Linked DNA regions of Mus musculus: regions 1 and 3 are each linked to region 2. A link is a contact called in public promoter capture Hi-C data. All regions are on one chromosome and are shown on one strand. The core of a region is the stretch at or near the end of the contact, and the rest is flanking DNA. Distances in the headings are between cores, read along the strand shown. Region 1 holds the start of Fip1l1 (FIP1 like 1 (S. cerevisiae)). Region 2 holds the start of Cep135 (centrosomal protein 135). Region 3 holds the start of Usp46 (ubiquitin specific peptidase 46).

What was found. Promoter capture Hi-C pulls out the DNA fragments that hold promoters and counts their contacts.
Region 1: a promoter capture Hi-C map of pre-B cells shows a contact between it and region 2. The contact joins the promoter of Fip1l1 here to the promoter of Cep135 in region 2. A contact is called at or near these places in 6 of 39 promoter capture datasets (the C10 cell line, hippocampal neurons, liver and 2 more).
Region 3: a promoter capture Hi-C map of pre-B cells shows a contact between it and region 2, with 2.6 times the contacts expected there. The contact joins the promoter of Usp46 here to the promoter of Cep135 in region 2. A contact is called at or near these places in 4 of 39 promoter capture datasets (the HPC-7 cell line, hippocampal neurons, liver and 1 more), 1 of 115 datasets of contacts at active chromatin or transcription factors (large pre-B cells) and 1 of 9 other capture datasets (liver).

What each region holds. Positions count from the first base shown.
Region 1 is chr5:74,532,137-74,536,740 of GRCm38.p6, reverse strand. It overlaps Fip1l1 (FIP1 like 1 (S. cerevisiae)), which reads right to left and starts at 1,250. Exons shown (of 18, transcript NM_001159573.2): 1 at 980-1,250. The coding sequence starts at 1,061.
Region 2 is chr5:76,587,122-76,591,493 of GRCm38.p6, reverse strand. Cep135 (centrosomal protein 135) reads right to left here and starts at 2,795. Exons shown (of 26, transcript NM_199032.3): 1 at 2,570-2,795.
Region 3 is chr5:74,065,683-74,069,946 of GRCm38.p6, reverse strand. It overlaps Usp46 (ubiquitin specific peptidase 46), which reads left to right and starts at 1,536. Exons shown (of 9, transcript NM_177561.3): 1 at 1,536-1,697. The coding sequence starts at 1,662.

The DNA.
Region 1 (4,604 bases), core at 1-2,500, 2.1 Mb after region 2:
ATACAAGGGGATTTACACATCATGCTAAGAGAAACCCCACACATTTCACATTTTAAGGGTAGTACCGATGCTGTCTTTCCACTAAAGAAATAATCAATTTTACAAGTTTATCGGAGTTTCATTACTAAAAGGCTGCTTAAGACGCTAACGTTCACTTTTATATAATCTATGAAATTTATGTCAAGAATGTATGCTCTAGGAAAGAACAAAATACTTTCAAATCTGGTATAACAGCCAAGGGGGATTACGACTTAAAGTTAAAACTCAGACATCAGACATGTCCCCTACAAAAACAAAGTACATGACGCATTAAATTTGGGGACACAAACACAAAACACCGAATACAAGCCTATGGGAAGAGTCACGAGATACAACTATGACGTGGACTATACAGGGCTCTTTAAAAAGCAAAAAACAAAAAATAAAAACAAAAACAAAACACTTCACCTTAATACAGGCCACAATTCAGGGTTTTCTTTATGGACCACAGTGTATTTCATCTGTTTCTTTTAATTAATACTTTTAAAGCACGACTTTCAGACAAGGAGGTACCCTTGCAGGTGCATCCCATACAAACTGACCATCAAGAAACAAGACGTTAGTTTCATTGCACTGACTTTATTTAGCTGCTATTACAGAATGACGGTTTCTGAAAGAAAGGGACGAGGAGGGGCACCCCATAGCCACTGAGCAAGAGAGACACCAAAGCGGCTCAGAATCGATAAAGAGCATGAATAGAGAGCGCAGAAGCGAGGAGGCCCGGGCGGTGCGGAGGAGGGCGACGCAGGGCTGCCCGGCCTCCTTGGCCCGCGTCCACCGCGCGGTGAGTGCCTGCGGGTCCGGGCGAAGGCCGGGAGCAGGCCGCACTCGGCCTAACCAAGGCCGGTTAGGGCCAATACGAGAGGCCTCGGACGCCTGGGCCTGAAACGCTGGGAGGAAGGCCAGAGAGAACCGGGGAGACAGACAGGAAGTTCCGTACCGCCATACAGCCACTCTTCCTCCTCATCCCCTCCGGTCCCGCCGCTCAGCTCCACCAGGCGCTCCACCTCGCCGGCCGACATGGCCGCCCCACGCACAAGTTAAAGGCGGCGGCCAACAGCTCTCTCAACCCCTTTTTCCAGCCTCGCCGTCCCAGGGCGCGAGAATGGGAGGGAAGCCGCCGGTAAGCGAACGAAGAGCGCGAGACTCAAATCTGGGGCCAACCTCGGTGGAGGCGGCGACCCTGAAGAGTCAGCGACCGATCCGTCTGCGCATGCGCCGCAGGCACCCAAGCGGCGCGGCGTCTCTAGGTGGTTACGCTTCCGCGGCGGCGGGCACCTGGGCCTCTCATTGCGCAAGCGCCGCGCGATTGGCTCCTCCCCCTCCCCGCCCCACCCCAAGGATTCTAGCTTAGCTTCTCAAGAGTGGCTTTCTCTGGGGCTTCTGGTCTTCTTTGAAGTTCCCTTCCCCCAACCTTCCTCCCACTCCCCAGTTCCCTTTGCTACACCATTGTTCTTTTCTGTCCCTGTTGCCTTTCTCCCTCCACTAGTCTATTTTAAAATCCTGAAGGCCAGCATCCCGCACGGGTTTGACTGAACCACAATTGTCAATTCGTCGAAATTTTAACAACCAACAAAAGAAAAATTTAATATATAAAGGATGCGTTCTCTTTGTTTAAAAAATTATTAGTATTGGGCATAGTGGCACTTGGTAGGCAGAGACAAGTCACCCTGGTCTACATAGTGAGTTCCAGGATAGCCTGGGCTATACAGGGAGACTCTGTGGCCGGAAAGTTTTATTTAAGTTACTTAAACTGGTCATCTGAGTGGAGGGAACCTTGGTTGTGAAAATACCTCCATAAGATCGGGCTGTAGACAAACCTGCAGGGCATTTTCTTAATTAGTGATTGATGAGGAGGGTCGAGCGTTAGACTTTATCTGTATCACTTGATTCCTCGTTACCTGAGTAGATCACGAGGGTTTTAATTCTTCTTAGTTTTGAACTCTTGTTTGCTATGCCCTGTTCCCCTGTAGGAAATTCTTAAATTGTTTCAACTTCTGTGTACAATTTCCTCGTAAAAATCTTCCCTGAATTCAACAAATATGTATGAAAGTCTACCCAAGTACTAGGAACTCTTCAAGACTATATAGATTGGCGGTTAAAAAAAAAATCCTTTCTTTCATGAAGCCTTTATTCTAATGGAAGATGATAGACACATCATGTTGATAAGGATTTAAAAATAATAGTAGCTGTAAAAAGACCCACGGCCAAGTGATTAAAAGGGAGGTATAATCTAATATCACGTGGTAATTAATTAATTAATTAAAATAAGTAGATCCCTTAATGGAGAAGGGCTGTAAGCTCTGTGGGTTTCTGCATGGGGGCTACTTGACAAGGAGATTAGGAACATGCAAAAGGCCCAGAGACAGAGAAGTTCCAGGCACCCAACTGCATTTGGAGTAGAGTGAAAGGCAAATGTAGATAAACTGAGTATGCAGATGGGGTGAGCAGGGTTGGGGTGAGGGGAGTAGAGCAGAGCTAAACTCTCTTTTAGACCACAAGTCTTATTGACTACATAGCCACTTTCCCCAGAATCTTCACTAGGCCAAATCTGCCTTCGTCTTGTTTAACTTTCACTTCCATCTGTTGTATGGTGCACCATATCCTTTTGGCCTTTGATACTATCTGCTTGAGAGTACCGTGGGCAGTTACCACCACCACACCGTGGTTAGCTCCATTCTCACTGTTAAGTGCATCTAAAGTAAAATTGGGTGGTTTCATGAGAGAGTTGATTGTCTTTTGCAGAGTGAATTGCTTTTCTTTCCAGTCTGGAAAAGAGTTTGTCTTTCAAATCATTGTCTAGACAAAGAGTTTAGACATCAACAACGAGTTGATTAATGAATGGTGGTGAATGCGGTAGGAGGCCTGCGTGGTGGAGGTAGCACTTGAGCTAAGCTTTGAAAATGATTTCTACAAAGCAGAGAAGCTCATAAAGCTCTAATGACCATCCTTCAAAGCCTCTTCCTTCCTTCTTTCCTCCTAAACTGAATCCTTGTATGGATATGCTTCCTTGGTTAGGATTAATCTCTCCATTTGCCATGGGAAACTTTGACATTAAATAATTTGACTATTTTATAGACTGTCTCTTGCTTCTTATATTATGAACTCATCTCACTACAATATCACATTTATCCTGAGTATACTTATTTGCCATCTCATTATTTATTGCTGTTCTAAGCAATGATGATGGTGATGTTGCTGCTAACCCAGGCCTGGCAGTGCATCCTGTCCTTCCAGGTCCTCTGGAGGCCAGGGCTAGAGCTTGACTCAGGCTAGCAGAGTAAGACTCCATCTCAGAACAATGTCAATAATAATGATATCATTTAATATGAAGTATACTTTTTTTTTTTGAAACAGGGTTTCTCTGTGTAGCCCTGGCTGTCCTGGAACTCACTGTGTAGACCAGGTTGGCCTCGAACTCAGAAATCTGCTGCCTCTGCCTCCCGAGTGCTGGGATTAAAGGAGTACGCCACCACCTACCACCACCCGGCTGTGAAGTATACTTTTGAGAAGTAATGAAAAGGAGTGCTTAGCTATAAGAATTAGACAATGAATAGATTACTGCTCAAATCATGCCAAGAGACCAGGTATGGTGGCATATGCTTTAGGGAGGTCAAAACCCAACTGTATACACACACACTCTCTCACACACAGAAACACACGAATAAAACTTTAAAATGAAAGCAATTGCCATGTGTCACAACTAGATGAATGATGTTAGGTGAAGTAAGTTAATCACAATAAAGCAGATAGTACAGGGACCCAATTATAAGACCCACAGTGCCAATGCAAAGAGAACAGGATTAAAGTAGAGGCTGACAAATGCTGGGGGGGGGGTGCAGGGAGCTGAGGTTGAGGGTGGCAATTGTTATTTAAAGGGTATATAGTTTTGAAACTATTTTGATTTTGCAAAATAAAAAGTTCCAAAGATTGGTTGTACAGCAGCATGAATGTTTTTTAATGTTTCCGAACTGTACATTTTAAAATGACTAATGGTGGACATGGTGGCACACACGTTTAATCCAAGCACTAGGAAGGCAGAGGCAAGCAGATCTCTGTGAGTTTGCAACGAACCTGATCCACATCATGTGTTCCAGGACAGCTAGGGCTGCACAATGAGATCCTGTCCACACATACTCACACACACACACACACACACACTCACTCACACACACACAATTAGAACAGTAAATTACTAAATTTTTTTATCTCATGCATGTTTCCACAATTAAATAATAATAATAATAATAATAATAAAACAGGTTCTAAACTGAGATGTGTAGATCAGTATATCTATTCCTCAACCCAATTCTCATCTTAGTAGCTGTGAAATGGACCCCAAAGCCTTTTGACTGTGTGGAGACAGGATCTCTCTGTCTCTCTCTGTGTGTCTGTCTCTGTCTCTCTCTGTGTATGTGGTGTGTGTGTGTGTTGGGGATGGGTGATTGTGCGTTTTCCACAATTGGCACATGGAGGACAATTTTTCCGGGTCCTGTTTTTCTACATTGAGTCCGAAGGATCAAACTCAGGTCATACGACTTGTGTTGCAAGCGCTTTTAGCCTTA
Region 2 (4,372 bases), core at 1,546-4,045:
GGCAGGGGACCCTTGCAATTCCACTTTCTTACAGAGCTGTAGCTGGCAGGCAGGCAGGTATCCTGCTCATTCTAGGCAAGTGCCCTACAGGGGACTATGTCCACAACCCACAGGGCACCCCTTAGTGACAGTAAACATAAAAGAAAGACATGCTAAGTAGGACCTCATAAAAGTAGAAACTATCAACTCATCAAAACATGCTAGTAAGGAAAATGTAAAGGCATGGTCAGGATGCGGCTTAATGGTTGTTCTCTCTTAGTATTGGGAAGCTCTGGATCCGAGCTCTGAAACATCAAGAAAGAGGAATGCGAGTGGGGAATGAAAACTAGAGTACTAGAAAATATTCACAAGATCTAAGAAAATATTTACATACTGAATAGAAAATAAACTCTTGGATCTTAGTAACACAACAATCCAATAAGAAAATTGGGGCAAGATCTCGTAGGAGGCACATGACTCTAATCTCAGAATTTGGGAGGCAGAAACAAGCCTGTACACTGTACACAGTAAGTCGGAGGCCCAGGGATACATAGTGAGACCTGGTCTCAAATTATCCCCCCAAGGATAATTTGGTCTGTGCATTTCACCATGTAAATTTCACTCCCATATTGGTTCTTTTCATTGTCTTGAGACAAAGGCCTTATAACATCCTGACTGATCTAGAAAATTGTATTAAAACTAAACTTTAGTTGTACAAACATTTGAAAAGACACCTTGCAAAAGGCATCTTGAGGGAAATATATGAAAAGGTGCGTAACATGCAAAGACTCTCAGCTTAAGAAATCCACACACCACCCAGAGAGTAGAAAACCACTGTGGAACGAGCCAAACAGCTTCCTATTAAGTGAAACACAGTCCTAGCTGATAACACCATAATTCTATTCCTACAGCTTTACAAAAGAAAACGGACAGGAATATGCACAGGGAGACTCCAGCAGCTTCACCTGTAACTGTACAGAGCTGGAAAGGGGATGAACAAGCTATCCTACGCGGGCTAGAAACAGTTTCACGGGCCTCTGGAGAGTCTCTGGAAAGGATAGATCTTTTTTCCCAAAGTGATAGAGGACTGCCTGGGGTAAGTTACCCAGGCACAGACATTCATGGAAAGTGCTTAAAGGCACACTGAAGGTGCATTTCACCGTGTAAATTTCACTCCCATATTGGTTCTTTTCATTATTTTGAAATATACCATCCTGACTGGTCTAGAACTCATATTATTGGCCAGACAGCCCCATCTTTTTCTTCTGCCTGTGCCTTTGAGTGCTAGGACTACAGATGTGTACCACCAGGCCCAATCTTACTTCCTTTTTTTTTTTTTTTTAAGTAACACACATGTAAGTAGCTCAGTATACATTTTTATGCTTGTCTATTTCTATGCTTGTTTGTTTACCGTATCCAGGGTTAAGCACTGAGCCTATGACATGGTAGGAGAGCACTCTTTACTGGGCAATACCTCCAGCTGTTATACTTGTCTTCTCAAACACCTATGATTATTTATTATCTCTACCAATCTGCCCTAAAATTGAGTTATGCAGAGACCATTTCTAACCTTTGCCAAAAAATTGTAGTCATAGAACTCATGTTTCTAAATCAAATAAAAATTATGTCCTTCACCACTAGTAAAAATTATAAGTGCACATAAATGAATACATGCAAAACCTGATGCTCCAAACACCCATTGTGGGATCGAGTACCAATGTCACCGTTCCTATTTAAAGCATAAAGCCAAGAAGGCTGTCCCAAGAAAATAGCTTCCCCAACCACAGGGCTACTTCTAAATTAGTGTTTCTTCTTGGTTATCCCCGTTAACAAATCTAGGATCTTCTTTTAGAGGCTTCCCCTAGGGCTTTCTAGGTCCCTCCACAAAAGGACTTGATTGATGCCGGAGGTGTTTTACAGAAACTCCTGTGCTCACAAGAAAAACATCTGACAAGATAAATTAGCGGGGCAAACTCCAAGAACTATGCCCCCTCCTTGACAGCTGCCAACTCCGGGTACCAGGAAACCATCTTTCTCCATCCTTCATGAAGGCAGAATGAGAATACGAATCAAAAGACCATGGGCCATAATAAGTAAAGTCCTCCAGGCTGGGGGGTGATATGTACATATTAGGGTTTCCCCTATATTCCAGATCACAAGCTTTAAATCAAAACAGCCGAAAAGGGTAGGTTCCGCAGTTACAACTAGCTGTCCACTAAACCCTGGGGCGTTGTTGTCTCAAAGCGGGCACCTCTTACTTTCTCAGAAATATGCAACCTGCGGATACAGTAGCGTTTAAAAAAACCAACACCAGAGTGCGGGCACCGCAAAGGGCACGGGCCGGAGCGGCCAAGCAGTCCTTCCCCGGCTCAGGCCGGAGGGTGGAACGGCAGTTCTCCTCGGGTCGGCCCCGGGCCGCACGGACGGACGGACGGACCGACGGACTGTGGGACGGTCCCCGCGCCGCCCTCCCGCACTTCCTCCCGGCAGCGCCCGGGCTCCCGCCCTCGCTCGGGGGTGGGGGTGGGGACCGCCCCGGAGGCCCCGCGACCCGGCCCAGCCCCCGCGGCCTCCCCCGGGTGCGCCTCACCGCCGCTCCGTCCCGAGGTACATCGCCCTCCGGACCCGCTGTCCCCGCTGGCTCGTCCTGCTGCGGCCAATGGCTCCGGCACGAGCGCGGTTTGAAAATGGCGCGGAGAGAGACGGTCGCGGCCCACAAGGAGGGAGCGCCGCCGTTGCCCCGGTAACGGACCGGAGCGGCCCACAGTGGCGGCGCGCGCGCCGGCCGCCCGGAGATGGCGGCTTTCGGCCCTCGGTGCCCGGAAACGTAACGGCCGGCCGATGCCGGGGCTACGGCGCCCCCTGGCGGGGAGCCCGAACCTCTGCGGTGCCCGAGGACCTTGCCAACTGGCCGCTGGCGGTAACCATCAGCTAACCCCCAATGACCTTTCACAGGTGAATTTCTGCTGATCGCCCTGTCTTCCCCCTGGATGTCACTGTCCTTGCAGCTTCTCCTGGCTACCACTTGATAACAGTTATTGCCCCGTACCCATGTAAACCCCCAGAATAGAATCCGACCATCAAAACCTACTTGTTTACGTTTCTCCCTGCTGCTTCCAATTGTGGGCTCCTTGAATCAGATATTCTTTTATTCAACTGTATTTCTCTAGCATCTGTCACAGTATTTGTAAATGTTAAATTGAAATGAATTGCTTACAATAGCTTGCTCATGGTTACAAAGATCATGGTCAAATCCCCAGAGTCCACCACTCTCCTAAAAACTTTCTAGATGGTTAAGAGTTGAGTTTTTGTTTGTGCGTGTTTTGTTTTCTTTTGTTGTTTGTTTCTGCTTATATTCCTTACCAAGCCGGCCTTTCCTCTGACTATGTACTTTGTCCACTGCTCAGCACGGAACTGTATGTTGGGATGTGAATTGCTCTGTGCCGATTCATTCTTTGTTTTCACGTCTCAGTCTCCATTTTGTGTGCTTTGTCCGTTTTTAATTGGAAGTTTTAAGGAGCTAATGAATCCTGTAGAGATTTTTATACCATCTTGCACATATACAAGTAAGCATATGTTTATGTAAAGACAAATATCTTTTTTAAAAAAAGTCATAAATATCAGAAATTGGCTGTGCATAGCCATCTAGTGAAGATAGATAACATTGGTGGCCCCCCTTACCCCAAACACACACCAACTAAATGTTAGAACAAAACTCAGTGAAGAAATACAACGGGGTACATGGGATTGAAAGCTACAGTTAGCCTTTGTTCCAAGTGGCATTGATAACCCAGAGTCAGGGTCACTGCTGACCTCCGAGGCCTAAGGTCAGGGATCCTGGCACACAAAACTTGAAAGATGAGAATGCAGAATGCTGCTGCTTCCCACCCAAGTCCTAGCGCTTTAAGCAAATTGCATGGCTGTGGAGGCATGGAGGAAAACAGATGCCCTCACCACAGAAAGTGAGCTTTGTAGACTTAATATCAGCACCAACAGGAGTTCCTGAAACACTTAGAATGAGGTTTGCCTAGAGGCTGGTGGGGTCCTGATTGTAAGGAGGAAGAAAGCCAGATGTAAAGGTAAAAGAGTTGCTTTCACTGAAAACTGATGCTGTAGTTTAGATCTGAAATGTGGTGGTCTGAAGGAGATTGGCCCCTATAGCCTCATATACTTGAATAGCATGACCCCTAGTTGGTGGAACTGTCTGGGAAGGATTAGGAGGTGTGACCTTGTTGGGAAAAGTGTGTCACTGGGGATGTGATGGCTAACATTATATTGATGGCTCACTTTAAAACTGCTTGAGAGAAGCAGAAACCAAAAATGGACTTCCAATGGGTTAGATTTTAAAATTGCCTGGTTTTGCACAACTTTAACAAAACTACTGTTTCTGCTT
Region 3 (4,264 bases), core at 287-2,786, 2.5 Mb after region 2:
ATGAAAGCTTTAGACTAACCACGCACAAAGCTGAGGCCTTCAGCTTGTGACATTTCTCAGTCTTTAAGCTTTTCAGGACCTTACTGTGTTCTGGCCAGTCATAGTTAGGGTGTTTTATCGATGGTCCCCCTCCCCTGCCCCCTCCTCAAATGGTGCCCCTCCTAAGTTTAGCATGCCTTTATCTGTACTATTTATTTGAGAAACACAGAGCTGGGTTGGATACCTGCTCTGTAAGCCTTATGGAGCTAACCATGTCTATTAACTAATCATGTAGAAGCTGGAAGAGTCGTAACTGACAGCAGTAAAAAAGAATGAAAGTAAAATTCAGGTAGAATGAGTCATTGTGAGCAGGAATATTAATCCTTCTACACACTGAAAAATACAGTATCCATGTGACCCGTCCCCCACCCTCACCCTTCAGTCAGTGGTTTTGTCTTCTATTTCCACCCCAGATCCTAGAAGAATTACCAATGGATGGATGGCTCTCATGTTATGTGTATAACCCTAGCCCCCCAGCCCCCAGTATGTTACTCTTGGCTAGACAGAGCTGTCTTCAATTATATTAATTTCTCTCCTAATTTAATTCTCCACAAAATACATTGGTTTGGGAATTTATCACGTTTCACATGCACAACTTCCCTGTGGAAAGCTTGGGACTGCAAACTTGTCTGCACAATTATTCCCCATGTTTGAAATGAACTCTTTCAGTTCTCACGAACATATCCCTCAAGTGGTGTGTACAGTGTGCACCCTGAGCCTGCAGTCTGGGCCTCCGCAGGAAGGTGTAAAAGCTCAAACAAAACTGAGATCAGGAGCTCCGAGGATGGGAGATAGGAAAGTTTTGTTTTGGTATTTCCTGGACAGCCTCTAGTACCGCCCAGAACCTGGCCATTTCCTCTGTACCTGCTAATGTCACAAATCTCCCGAGTGTGCCTGCTTAGACCCGGAATTCTTTCCTTTCTGGGAACCTTTCCCTAGGCAGCTGGGTTGCTGCTGGCTAGGGCTTTCTGGCCACGCCCATGTCCTGGTCTCATTTTACTTTTCGGGTTCCGGCGGATGCCATCTGGCTAGAACCCTGGAGAGAAACTTTAAAGTTGACTACACTCACCCTTAGACCCTTATTCATATCCTCCACTAGCTAATCCCTAACGCCCAAGGCTTGCTGGACACCAGCAGAAACGGGCAGAGGGAAACCGGGAAGCGAGCACGCCCGTGTCCCCGCGGTGTAGGTCCCCAGCCCAGTGCCCGGTACGGTCCTGGGTCCGGCGGAAAGGCCGCGGTGCTGGGTTTGCTCGGGGCTGGCCTTACGGTGCAGCTGGCACCGAGCGGGACCCTAGGGCAGAGGAGCAAGAACGGCTTCCAGTGGGGTCAGCCGAGCGGGTCCTGGCTGGCAGCGGGAGCATAGCAGTGGCCTCGGTTCCGCGCCTCCCGGCTCCGGGCTCCTCCTCCCGCCGGCCGCGGCCCGGGCTGCGTCGCTCCGCCACTCCCCGCCCCGCGCCGCCGCCCCGCCCTCGCCGCCGCCCGGCCTCGCTCGCCCAACCCCACTGCAAGCCGGCCCCAGGCCGCCTCGCCGCCACCCGGCCTCGCTGCGCGCCACCATGGACAGTCCCGTTTTCCCCTGGTAAAGATGGCGGTGCGCGATCGCTGCAACCTTTAGACTAATGACTGTCCGAAACATCGCCTCCATCTGTAATATGGTGAGTGGCCGCCGAGCCTCCGGGGGTCGCGCCCGCAGCGAGCCAGGCAAAGAAAGGGAACCCCGGGCTGGAGCTGCACGCGCGCCGCGGTCGTGGGGGCCGTGCGGCCAGAAGTTCCCGGTCCCGAGGCTGGGCCGGCTGACCGCAGTCCCCCCCACCTCTGTCCCAGCCGGGGACCCCGAGCGGATCCCAGGGATCCCCAGGGCGGCCCCATGCCCCCGCCCTCGAGTTGCGGTGCGGGTGGTGGGTGGGGGTGGAGGTGGAGGGTGCGAGGTGGCTGCACAGCGAAGTCCCGAGGGAGGACCATGAGGGTACGAGCCCGGAGTGGAAGGAAGCAAATCCTTCTGGTGCAGTAAATAAACCCTTACTGGACTCGCCGACTGTCCTCTGCTCCTTCTGGAGTTCAGCCTTGATTGTATTTAAGATTCACTTTGCAACAGCAGTGCTCTTACCAGGAGAAATTGGATAGACATGAAAGCTGTGACCAAAAAATAAAAAATAAATAAAAAATAAAAATTCCAAGTGAAGAATCTGGTTAGAGAGGTGAACTAAAACCTGGTATCGGAAAAGCATGGCAATTTGTTCTGGAGGCCTCAGTTTCCCCACCTGCATGCAGGAGATTATAAGGAGACAGGAACGTTTGCAGGCCCTGGGAGTGAGTGGCTGTAGGTGTGAGGAAGTCTGCAGGGGTTGTCCTGCCCCGCCTCCTCTCCTTTTAGCTTGGACACTGCCTGGTCTGTCTGATAGGGTGGGGGTCTGGGGGGGGGTGTTACCCAGCAGTCACTTTAATTTAGATTTCCCCCATTACTTTCCAGTTCTGTTTAGTTTCCTCGGGACCAGTTTCTAGCCCTTGGGGCCACTGAGTGTACTCAGCTAGCACCCCCACTTGTGGGAGCCATAGGGAGGTCAGGGGTAAGGCACTGGGGTGTGGGAGTTGAGGAGGGTGTGTGTTCTGCCTGTACTTTCTGTATCCTCACCCCCTTAGACCCCCTTCAAACTGGAACACTGTTTTTTTTTTTTTTTTTGTTTTGTTTTGTTTTTCCATTTTGGGGAATCCATCCCCGCCCCCACCCCCCTCCGCCACCAAGTTAGACAGTAATGCTAGCATCTAAAGGAAATCTGAGGAGGCCTGATTAAGTAGGCCTCAGGTAAGGTGATCTGGCTGCCCTTCCCCCATCACACAGCTCTTTAAATCTTCTGTCCCACATTCTGTTGCAAGATCAACACATGGCACAGCACATTAAGGAGCCATGTGTTAGCTCAGGTGGAGTTGAGACCTGCTGGGGCTGGCCCCAGCTCTCTGTGCTGGTCCAGGCCAGCAGAGCAAACGCAGGAGGTCCCAGAGAGGTAGCTAGCTGCCTGCTTGGTGGTACAAATCTCCTTAGCCGATGGCTCCCGCAGCCTTGTCATTTTCCCTTTCTGCTTGAAGACGCAGGTTTCCTGCTTCTTCCTGTCCAGTGACATTAATGTGGCTGGATGCCCTGAGAAGACAATGCATTTCTTCTCAGTGTCTCAGCTGTAACCGAGCTCCTGTGGGGAACTGGGAAACCACAGGAGCTTCAAGGCTGTCTTTCCCGCCTGTGGGGTTGGCCGCAGGCCTACAGGCTCCTGAGGCTCGGGGCCTGCTTGTGGAGCTGCGCTTGTCCAGTTTGCAATCCAGTGACACCTCTCCGTATCGAAGCAGAGTGGAAACCAGAGAGCAGTTGTGTCCCAAGAGGAAGTCTGCCTCCGGCTTGTTCTTGCCCTTGCTGTAGCTAGGACTTCTTGGCACACCTGGACAGAATGTCACAACCTGTTTTCAGTGACACTCAGCCAGGAAGACAAGCTTCTGGAAGGGCATGAGAGGAATGGGCCAATATTATGTCAATAGAATAAACACTTCTGGTAACCAAGTTAAAGCTCACTCCCCCCCCCCCCCATCCTTCCCATAGTGAAGTAAACCTAGTGTTTCTGTTTAGACACTGTCTTGGGCAAGTGGAGAATGCTCGCCTTCTAATGTGAGACTCTAGATTCAGTCCTGTTTATGTATTTCTCTGTGGCTTGTGAGGCAGGGGCTCGTTAGCCCAGGTAGACCTCCAGCATGAGGTGCCTTGAGCTTTAGCTGACAGACAGATGTGCCCTGCTTCATCCAGTTTTCAAGACCCGCTTTGAACACTGCAACCTTGTGTCCTTGAGCCCGCCGCTAGTCTTTGCTTCAGCTTTTATTTGTAAAAATGGGCTGATAATGGTTGCATTCCAGGAGGGAGTCTCCGGGGCTCACAGCCCAGGACATAGTAAGTTCTCAGTGAGTGGCCACTGTGCTCACCACCTTCTTTCTCATTATGGTGTTACCTCCATTCCCTTTAGGGGCCATGGGAATTTGGTCTTCTCCTACTTGAGTATAAACCACCCATCGGGTCACTTATGCAAAACAAGCTGAATGACTCTGTAGGGAAGCTGGGGTGGGAGCTGGAAACCCCGCCCCTAATAAAACCTGCTCAGGTCAGTTCTGCCCCTCCCACTGCTTCATTCCTGGTTCCTAGAGGAGAAGGCTGGTGCTGGGGGAGACTGCGGTGTCTCTGTACAGC